Regions from separate parts of the Mus musculus genome. Here region 2 is linked to region 1. Evidence: chromatin contacts called from public HiChIP or PLAC-seq data. All regions are on one chromosome and are shown on one strand. Each heading gives the region's core, a stretch centred on a gene start, on an enhancer-like site or on the middle of the called end of the contact. The rest is flanking DNA. Distances are from core to core; before and after follow the strand shown. Region 1 holds the start of Dis3l2 (DIS3 like 3'-5' exoribonuclease 2). Region 2 overlaps Dis3l2 (DIS3 like 3'-5' exoribonuclease 2).

Region 1 (5,111 bases), core at 1,713-4,212:
GAGAGCGGATTTCTCTAGACCTACGCTACGCTTCACTGAAACGTTACCCCCACTGAACTAAACACTTGGAAGTGATTAGGTGTCTGTGGATGGACGCATGCACCTGGAAACCAGCAAGTCAACCTTAGGTTACCCTCAGAAGCTGTCTGCCTTGGTTTTCATTTGGGAGGGCTCGGGGGCTGCTTTGTTTTGCTTGGTTTTCTTTTGTTCTAAGCTAGTCTCTCACTGGGACCTGGGGTTCACAGATCACAACAGAACACAAGGATCTTTCTGTCTCCTGAGCACAGCTATTACAAGCACATGACACCAGGTGTGGGTTTTACATGGCTGCTTGGGATATGGATCTCAGGTCCTCGTGTGCTGCAAACACTTCACCAACTAAGCTAATCCCCAGCCTGACAGTAGGCTTTATATTATGTGGTTTACTACAACTTTAAAAAAAAAAAGAGTTTAAAAAAAAAGTCACAAAAACTGGTTTCCAAGCAGTAGTACTGATTAAAATTACTTCTAATCAACTAGCCATAATGATCTCTTTTATATTTTTGGTTAGGAGTCTAGCCCTTAAAAGTTGAGCCATCTCTTCAGCCCCAATTCTTTTTTTTCCCAAATAAAAGAAAAATGAGTACATCTTGCAAGTGGGATATGGAGACTTCTCAAATTATAATAAAGCATGAGAGGCAATGAGATGGCTCAGGAAAAAATGCATTTGTCACAAAGTCTGACCACCTGAGTTCAATCCCCAGAGACCCACCTGGTAGCAGGAGAGACCCCCACAAGCCTACACACACACACACACACACACACACACGCACACGCACACGCACACGCACACACACACACAAATAGATGTAAATTTAGTGGTTTTTTTATTAAAATTTACAAAATATAGGGAGCAAGTTGAAGAACAAGGAATGGGAAAACAATACAAAGGCTAACCAGTGGTAGAAACACAAAGCATGCTATTCAGACACAAACACACTATGTCATCCCAACCCAACACACAGCCTAAGTCCCTAAGTAGAACCTTCCATAGAGGCTTCTCTTTATTCAAAGCACAAAGAAAAATTCAGCTTGCCTACAGGGTCCAGCAGAATCTGGACCCACGCCACTGCTCCAGCCCTCTGTCCTACCAGATTGTTCCATGTGGCCCCAGCTCCCTCTCTAAAGCTGTACCTTCTGTCCCTGGTCCTCTCCAGCCACTCTGCCAGCACAGGGTCTCTGCCCTGCTATCTTCAGTGAGACTGGAGCACTTCCTTTCCCACGCATCCCGAATCTCTCCATTCATATGCTGCATTTGTGACTTCCCTTAACATATCACAACTGCAGCTATATTGTCTGCTAAAGACAGAAGTCACATCTGAATTCATTCTTAACTCCACAGCCAAGCACAGCACCTGCTGAAGGACTGCTAAGGTCTTCCTACAGCTTAAGTCAAGCAGAGCATCAAAGACGGATAAGCTACACACACACACACACACACACACACACACACACACACACACACAGGGTTGGGGGGTCATACCATAGATAAAACATAGTAATTGGTTGCTGAGTAACCATTGTTTTTGCTGTCTCCTGACACAGCGCCTGCTACACATTAAACACTCAAAAATAAAGAATATCAGTCAAAGAGCAAAATTTCCACAAGACTCTTAAGTCTCACGTATTAAACAGTAACTCTGCTTAAACTGTTGTGTTTTACATAAAAATAAGACTGACTGCAGAAGCAAAAGATCTAGACGGGGTAAGAACATGGTGTGTTCTTAAAGAAATGGATCAGGATCAGAGTGACTTTAATTTTTTAAATAAGAACTAAACCACGTGAAAACGTTTCCCAAGCCCTAAAGAATATTATTTACAAAATTATTTCATTCGCTCAGTTCCCTCCAATACATAGTGTATCTATCCTTTAGAGGCAAATCAACTATGTTCCTAAAAGTCCCACCCCCTAACCTACTACACAGCACTGAATACCTACCACATAGATTGTATTTAATCATATGTCATCTTCTTGTTTTCCCAATGGTGGAATGTGTACAACCTCGTATGTCTTCTAAAACTTATTTCAAGTGCATTAACACTACAGGTGCTTAGTACTGAAACTAAATGATACCATTTTCAATGATGAATCTCAAAAGGCTCCTGAATTTTATTCCTAAATAATTCTGCAAATTGTTCACAGCTATGTTTTCACGCCATCATTCTATTAAGAACAGCAATGTCTAAGGTCTTTTTGGTGTCACTTGTCCAAACTCAAAAGAGGTTTTCGGTGCCACTGTTATCTTTTGAAGTGTAAATCAGAGATATATTTACACCTGGCCCTATTTAACGGAGTAAATTTTACTTGCAATCTTTCCCAAGATTAGTCAGGTCCCAGGACGTCCCTTCTGTATAAAACTGGACACCACAACAGCTAAAATACAATATACTGTCCACAGCTCATTCCTAACTGCAAAGCTAACTCCCGGGGAAATAAATGCTCGGTTCAAAGCGTATAGACACCTGATAAAGTCTATATCACTTTGGAAAGCTCGGGTGATCAGCAAGCGCTGCCGCTCATCACTCCGGAGGCACCACAAGCCTATCAGCCTCCATCAGGACCCACGAGAGAACACGTCCCCAGGTGCCCCAAGCCTCGGAAAGTCGCGGCTTCCCAGACACCGACTCCAGTCCCCTCTCCCTCCTCTCGCACTGAACTGAAATATAAAAAGTTAGGGCCCACGGGGCGTGAGGAGCCTGAGGCCGGGTCGGGGCCGGCGGAAGGCGACCAGAGGCGCCGCGGTCGGGCGCCCCGTGAGGCTAGGACGCACGGTCCCGGCCGCGAAACGCGGCGCGGAGGGAAGGCCAGGCCGGACGGCCGGGGCGTGCGCAGGGGGAGGGGGCAGGAGCCTCACCGTCGCTCCCGGGAGGCCGGCGGCGCCGCAGACCCGCAGTTGCTAGGGAGAATGCGCTTCCGGGTCACGAGCGAGCGTTCCGAGAGCGACGGTGGCCGGGTTGAGCCAAGAGCGAAGCGCGGGGCTAGTGGGCGGTGGAGGCGGTGGTCGCTGCAGGACCACGGGATTGAATGAGGGGCGGTACGAGGCTCATCCCGCGTGGGCGGCTCCCGCCTTAGCGACAGCAGCCTTTCTGACTGGGGTCCCTCTCGCGCTATCTGGATCCTAAACCCACCACCCAGCCGTTGTCACGTTGCAGGTTCCACCTGACTTTTGGATGCTCTCAGCACCAACGCCACCACCTTCCTAGTTACCAAGTCTTTATTCATCCAAGCATTGGCCCATCACTCCTTCACTGGACACCTGTACAGGACTAGGTGCATTGTTGGCACGCGCAGGCTGGTAACCAGAGAGGTGACAGTGTCCAGCTAGCTCAGATGAGCGAAGGAAGCTATAAAGCCTGTGCGAGAAAGGCTAGCCTAGGCAAAAGAAGAGAAGAGCAAAGAAACCTCAACCAAGTGGAGGGGGAGAGAAAGTGGGTCAAGCCATGGAATACCTGCAATGTGGTGTTAAGGCTGCAGGAAGGCAGCATGGCCTGATAGGCAAATGGATCAAAAATTGAAAACATGAGGACTCTGAACCACAGAGAAGGAAACCCAAAGAGCGTCCTGGGAAGTATGAAAAGGAAACAAACAAACAAAAAAAGTTAGTGAGGAGCTGGTCACAGCTGCCAACTGTTGTGGAGATCATGTGTTCAGTGATGCCAGTAGAATAATCAAAATTCAATACTACAATGTCAAAGTAGGGAGTGGAGTGCACTTCATTGGACTGTGAGTCTTTTCATGATTGGTTTAACCAGCTGTCTACGTGTGAAGGAGGCAGCTTCGTTTTTCTCCATGTAGCGTCAAGAAAAGAAGATATGGGAAACTTCTGGATTTCTTCCTGCTTTAAGAAGCCCCACCTTGGTATAACTTCCATGCTTGCTTAAGGAATGAGCCTGCGGATTCTTATTTTATTTTATTTTTTCTCGCTCCTCCTCAGATCCTTTCAGAACCCTTAGACAAACTTGCGTGTAAGCAAACCTTGCCTGTTCTAACTGCAGAGAATAAATGGCAGAGGTTTGGGGATTCTGTGACTAGTAAGCAGGATAGTGGAAACAGGGATGGGGAAATCCAGTAGAGACAAAGAACAAAGGATTGGAAAAACAAACAAACAAACAAATGGGGTATGGGTGGGGGGCAGAAATGGGAGGTGAGCTAAGAAAACCAAAAATAAACTCAAGAATAGAATGGCAAGGACAAAGGAAGGAGAGTCAAGATCATTAGTGTCTAAGACCACATTTTGACTGAACATCTGGTGTGAAGGCTGAGTGCATGTACTACCATGACTCCTAAGTCTAGTGAGCCTGTCTTCCTCATGTGAGCTGAAGGAAGTCCACAGCACACTTTGTAGTGGATGGGGGCTAAGAGCCTTGCTCCACATGCCTTTCTGGTCCATGTATAATCCTCCTAGAACAAGGGTGCCCTTAAGCTCTTCCAAAGGATTTAGAAATAATGATTTCCTGTGAAAAACTGTGAGTCTTTTCACAATTGGTTTAACCAGCTGTCTATGAAAGTAAACCAAGTAAACGGTTTTAAATGTGTGGCTGAAGAATACAGGAACGATATAGTCAAGAGAGCTATCTTAATCTATTCTCACTGCAGAAACGAAATACCAGAGACTGAGTGGTCTGTGAGCAGAGGCTGGGAAAGCCAAAATTAAGTCACAGACCCTTGTCAGTGTCTGATGTGAGCCACTTCCTGACTGATCATCAGGAATCTGCTCGCCATATTCCCGAAAGACAGAAAATACAAATACGGACTCTAGAATCTATTACAAGGAGACTGTTCCATTCATGGAGACTAGATGCCCATGACTTAATCATCAATCAATAACTCTGCCTCCCGATACTGTCTCTTTAGGTGTTGGGGAGGTGGGGAAGGACAGACATTCATTTTATAGCAAAGGCCTAGATATAATACAGCAAACCAGGACCAGTAAGTAGTGATGGTTTGATAAAAGTAAGCCATATCACTTGTTTTGTGAATAAAAGGTATAAAGCCACCTCATGATCTAGAGAAGAGAAGGCCCAAACGCATGAGTCGGTGAATTCTGTCTAGCATATACCTTAGAGTGTAT
Region 2 (5,111 bases), core at 986-3,485, 230 kb before region 1:
GAAACATTGCAGAAAGATAACAACAGTATTTCTGATTCTTTCAGGGGAGGATTTCCTAAGAGTCACACAATCTTATGGCAGAACAGACTGCCTTTGGAGTAACAAGTTCAAATGCAATCTGGATATTCAATAAAGTGAATGCTGCAAGAGTTATTAAGAAACCAGAGGGTGAGCTTACAACTGTGGTATTCCCAGACTAATGTGAGGTCAACTGTGAGGTGTGCTGCAAGCAATCTGTTACAATCATAAAATACTGAACTGGGATTTACTGTCTTTAGATTCTGGGATATCATTACAATACCACTTTTTATTAAATATTTTCTTATGCAAAGTGAAGAATCCACATTGCTGGGGAGTGCTCCTTCTCCTTAGGTGTGTTTGGGGCTAAAGGAGCGAATCCCAGATCAGATGCATGGTAGAAGCTCTGCTTTGGAAGGGAGGTGGGGATACACCTCCTCCTCCTTTCGGTTAAATTTAACATGTTACACAATTGATTGTCTGTATCTTGCACCTGATAGGAAAGACCTGGGTGTACCCTGGAACTCTATGGAAGGAAGTGTGAGCATTGGAAAGCTCTATCTGTCTGTAGAGTTGATTTTTCACACAATAGCCATTCAGATGATTTCTGTGAGACCAAAGAAAAACATACCTTTTATACAGTATTTTATTTAAATAAACACAGATTATATAAATATGGCCAGAAAACATTATTTGCTTTTTAAAACAGTAAATATTTTCCTCTAAGTAGGAACTGACATGAACTGGTAACTAATGGAATCTGAACTTAGCCAAGGCCATCCCAATCCAAACTGGACTTGCCTATTTGCTTTTCATCTCCCTGGATAAATGATCCTGGCAGATCCAGCTGTCCCAATGGCCAACTGTGGAAGTGCCACCATAAAAATGCTTGACTGACTACCTCGGCTTTTCCCAAGACTTCGCTGGTTTCTTCCTTATGCTGTTGCCCCGCCAGATGCACAGATGTCAACTGTCTCTCTGGAATGCAAGAAATACCAAGCACATAGAAGGAAGGCTCTGATCACTTGGTGCGATGGGTGACTTCTGGGCAGCTTGGGATTCCTGTCACCTCATAATTTTTTACTACAAAGCTTTTTCATTATAAAGCTACTATTACCACATTATAAAATTTGGACAGAGAGGAAAATGGCCTATGATCCCATCTTCCTAGGAGGTTAGGTTCAATCTCTGTACTAGGTACGCTGCTTGTCTCCCCTCAGGGCTCTCCTGCTATAGCTTTATGACACCATCTACTCTTTATTTATTCTCTTGTCCTTTAAAAATAGGTTAGCAGTAATTCATATAAATGCTTATTATGAGACAGGCAACTCCATGTGGTAGCCTGATCAAAACCAGCAGCATGTCCTCCTGACTTTCCAATTTCTACCTGTGGATATTTCCCCACCATCCAGGATGACCCACCTCTGTCTCTTCTTTGTCCCTTCTGCCACCTGTTTCCACAGATTCTTCTCTTTCTCGTCTCTGTTACCTCACTCCTCACGGATCTTGCTTATAATCTCCAGTCCAGGTCTGTATGCCTATACGTGTGACTTTTTCTGGCATTTTCCTGGCCTACCTCTTCTCCTTTTCCTTTAGTCTTTTGATAACTTATTTCTCCCTGCTGTGGCTGAATTCCTGCAGAACAATGTCTATGTGATTTTGTATGGTCTGACAAATAAAGAACATTACTTGCTGCTCATCTGCTTTTCTTGCAGCATTTTCTCCATGAAACCTTTGCCCTCACACTTGCATAGCAGAAGTGTGAAGTGGCCCTGCAGAGTGAGTGAGGAAGGACATATGCTAGCTCCCTGCTCTCCCTGCAAGTTCAAGAGTTTGAGGCTATCAGAGATAGAGAAACAGATATTAGACTTCTGCTATAAACAACTTAAAACTAGAGAGAATAAACGGAACAGCTGTTTTCAACCACTAACAGAGAGGAGCAATAACCCCAGGAGATGAAGGCCCAGCATCACCAGGTCTCTGCCTTGGGTACTGTTCATATTGGTGTTTTAGAGAGTAGGATCTGCAGAGAGAGGAGGCTTGTTCAAGCAAGAGGTGCACAGCAGAGCGTAATCAGAATGTAAGGCGTTGGGCCAAAGTTTGCTCTTGTAAATAGGCTGTCCTAATTTTAGATTATAGAAACACAACTGAGAGTACTGTGCTGAAGATACAGCTCAGTAACAGAGTGTTGCCTAGCACGCATGAGTCTTATGCACAGGATTATTTGTGGGGTGGGTGGAGAGAGCTCCTACTAAAAGAAGCTAAGCAGTTTTAGGCAGCATGTTCTGTCTCTTAGCTTCTGTCTGATAATCATCACTATTTATTGCAACAGAGAAGGAAACACTGAGGTTTGCACCAGAAGAAGATGAGGGGTGAATACTTTGAAGGTAGGCCATCAATGCTCTGTGGCAGACAAACATAAAAAGTTATGCATACCTCACTGGTACACCATCAAAGGCCATGTTAGTCTAAAGTAATCTTCAAGAATAATAAATGTCATAGTAGTCACCAAGGCACCCCTAAGAAAAGGGTCAGACATACCTAGAAAATGTATCTGCAGGGATGGAGAGAACTGTTAGGGGTTTTTTCCTCACACTGTCTCCAAGTCTTTCGACAATCAGCTGCTACTATTCTGTCTACTACAATCATCCATGACTGAGACCCTGACTTTTTGAAAAGTCAGTTGGCCATTCACAATCTTTTTTTTTTAAGAATTATTTTATGTATGTGAGTACACTGTCGCTGTCTTCAGACACAGTAGAAGAAGGCATTGGATCCCATTACAGATGGTTGTGAGCCACCATGTGGCTGCTGGGAGTTGAACTCAGGACCTCTGGAAGAGCAGTCAGTGCTCTTAACCACTGAGCCACCTCTCCAGCCCTCACAGTCTTTTTAATAGACAAAGAGCTACATGGTATAGAGGGGCTTCTGCAAGTCAGGCCTAGACAACCATGTCTTAGGAGGTAGTGTCTGCTGCCACCCCACTCTACTTAGCTTGTATAGCCAATTTCGGGACTGAAGCAACCCCGTCCTTGCCCATTAGGCTGCTGAAACAGCACAAGGAAGCCTGACATGGGTGTACAGCACACGGGTGTGCAGGTTGCTACGGCACAGAGTAGCAGAGGAATGTCTATCCTACCATCAGTGAGCCGCCTGCAGGCGAGGGCATCATCAAGGTCGCGAGCAGTTGATGGATCAATGGTGAAGATACAGTCTTTCCTAGGAAAGATGGAAAACAGAATTATCACAAATAATCCACTGTCACAGAATGTTAAAGAACAGTTGTTTTGCACATAAGGAGAGAGAAATGTGAGGCTAGGAGAGTCAGAGATGTGATCACCATTCTCTTCCTCTTTGTGACTTGACTCAAACTTCTCCTTGCCCCAAGAGAGAACAGGTACCATCAGGCAGCAGGGAGGTTTGATCTGTGGCCTCCCTGTCAATGGGGATGGGATCAGGTCCTTCAAGGATCAGCTACAGATACTTTTCTGCACCCTCTCTCATTCAGGTAAACAGAGTATGCCAAAGAATGTTACGTGGTATCTGAGACAGGGACAGGACTCAGGAATAGTTATTAAAAAAATGGGGCCAAATAGTTAATCTGGCTAAGCATAATATAATTCTATTATACCATATCAGAAACATTCCAGATCACAGTTTGTGTCCCTGGGACAGCCAACTGCCTCACTCAGAACACACACAAAAGGTTGAATGTGGTAAACACATCTATAACTCCAGCACTCCTATGGAATATGCGATAAAAGAACTGCCCAGAAGCTCATGGGTCAGCTGGCCTGGGGTGCACAGTATGACAGAAACAAAAAGAGAGACCCTGCTTCAAAAAGGTGGAAGGGGAGGATCTACCCGTGAAAATTTTGCTATGGCTTCTATACATACACTACAGCAAGCTGAAGACACTATATACTTCAGATAGGACTAAGAGGACCTGAGCTGGATCTGACTGGAAAACCTCCTCTCTGGAACTAGCTTTCATTATACCAGAGGGCATTATGCAAGTTTCCAAGGAAGAGAAGCAAACAAAAGTCCTACTTAGCTATATGGGTATACAGCATGTAGATGTGTAGGCTGCCTACTGCACAGAGCAGCAGAGGAATTTCTATCTTACTGTCAGTGAGCCTGCAGGAGAGGGAGTTATGATGCGTATAAACAACAACAATGAACATCATGGCAAGATTAACACTAAAGGTGCAGTAATGGCATGTATAGCTTGATGGTAAACAAGAGCTCTCTAACTGAGCACCAAGGCCATCAACTAGAGAGAAAGCATGCCTAGTACTAGAAACCTAACTATCTATGGATAGTGAAGTCAGGATCTACTAAACCAGCATAATCCCTAACTACATTTGAAAAATTTATCCTTATACCCACAGGTAGCCAGTGGGATGAAGCTTCCAGGTTGATACTAGCTTGATCTCCCAAGTCCTATGAATTCTGGAGGCGACCAAGAGCAATGCGCCTTTAATGTTTGTATGTGGGGGAGGGTCTAGAATAACTTCATTTCAACTCTTTTTATCTATCTATGTATATATGTACATGCATATTCTACAGTAATATGTTTCCATATGGCAATTTCAAAAGTCTGTTATTCTTTCCCATATTCCTTTCTCTACCCTGTCCTTCTAACATCTACCCCATTTTTAAAAAGATGTATTTATTTGATGTTATTATGTATGCCTGAGTGTATTAGTGTATTACATGAATGTAGTATCAACAGAGGCCAGAAGAAGGCATTGGGTCCCTTGAAGCTGCCATTACAGGCAGCTGGGAGCAACCTGACATGATGCTGGAAACAAACTTTGGTCCTCTGTTTTGACCACTGAGTCATCTGTCCAGCCTTTTTCCTAGCACTCTCATTTAACCCTGCCTGTTCCACTGTTCCCTTCCCCTACTCTACAGTACTTGTATTCTCTCTCCTTTTTCTTGAAATCTTCCCCTCAGGGCCCCTTTACTAGTTTCTTGACTTCTATGGGTACTCTAATTTAAACACACATATCTAAAGACCCAAAGCTAAAATGTATATATATATGAAAGAACATATAACATTTGTCTACAAGGGACTGGGTTATACCAAA

Evidence for each region. HiChIP or PLAC-seq counts read pairs in DNA pulled down with a chosen protein or histone mark.
Region 2: an H3K27ac HiChIP or PLAC-seq map of heart atrium shows a contact between it and region 1, with 7 times the contacts expected there. The contact joins the enhancer-like site here to the promoter of Dis3l2 in region 1. A contact is called at or near these places in 1 of 484 Hi-C or Micro-C datasets (embryonic stem cells), 10 of 115 datasets of contacts at active chromatin or transcription factors (bone marrow-derived macrophages, embryonic stem cells, heart atrium and 2 more) and 2 of 9 other capture datasets (adipose tissue and embryonic stem cells).

Annotation. Positions count from the first base shown.
Region 1 is chr1:86,701,655-86,706,765 of GRCm38.p6, reverse strand. Dis3l2 (DIS3 like 3'-5' exoribonuclease 2) reads right to left here and starts at 2,962. Exons shown (of 21, transcript NM_153530.2): 1 at 2,895-2,962.
Region 2 is chr1:86,928,880-86,933,990 of GRCm38.p6, reverse strand. It overlaps Dis3l2 (DIS3 like 3'-5' exoribonuclease 2), which reads right to left. Exons shown (of 21, transcript NM_153530.2): 10 at 3,158-3,237. Among named protein-coding and RNA genes, the nearest start is that of Gm41909, 3.3 kb to the right of the region's middle. Within about 2 kb of position 2,235, at least 17 of the 459 cell types and tissues checked have an H3K27ac peak or open chromatin away from gene starts, as enhancers often do. A contact at or near this core is called in heart atrium, where this site is marked.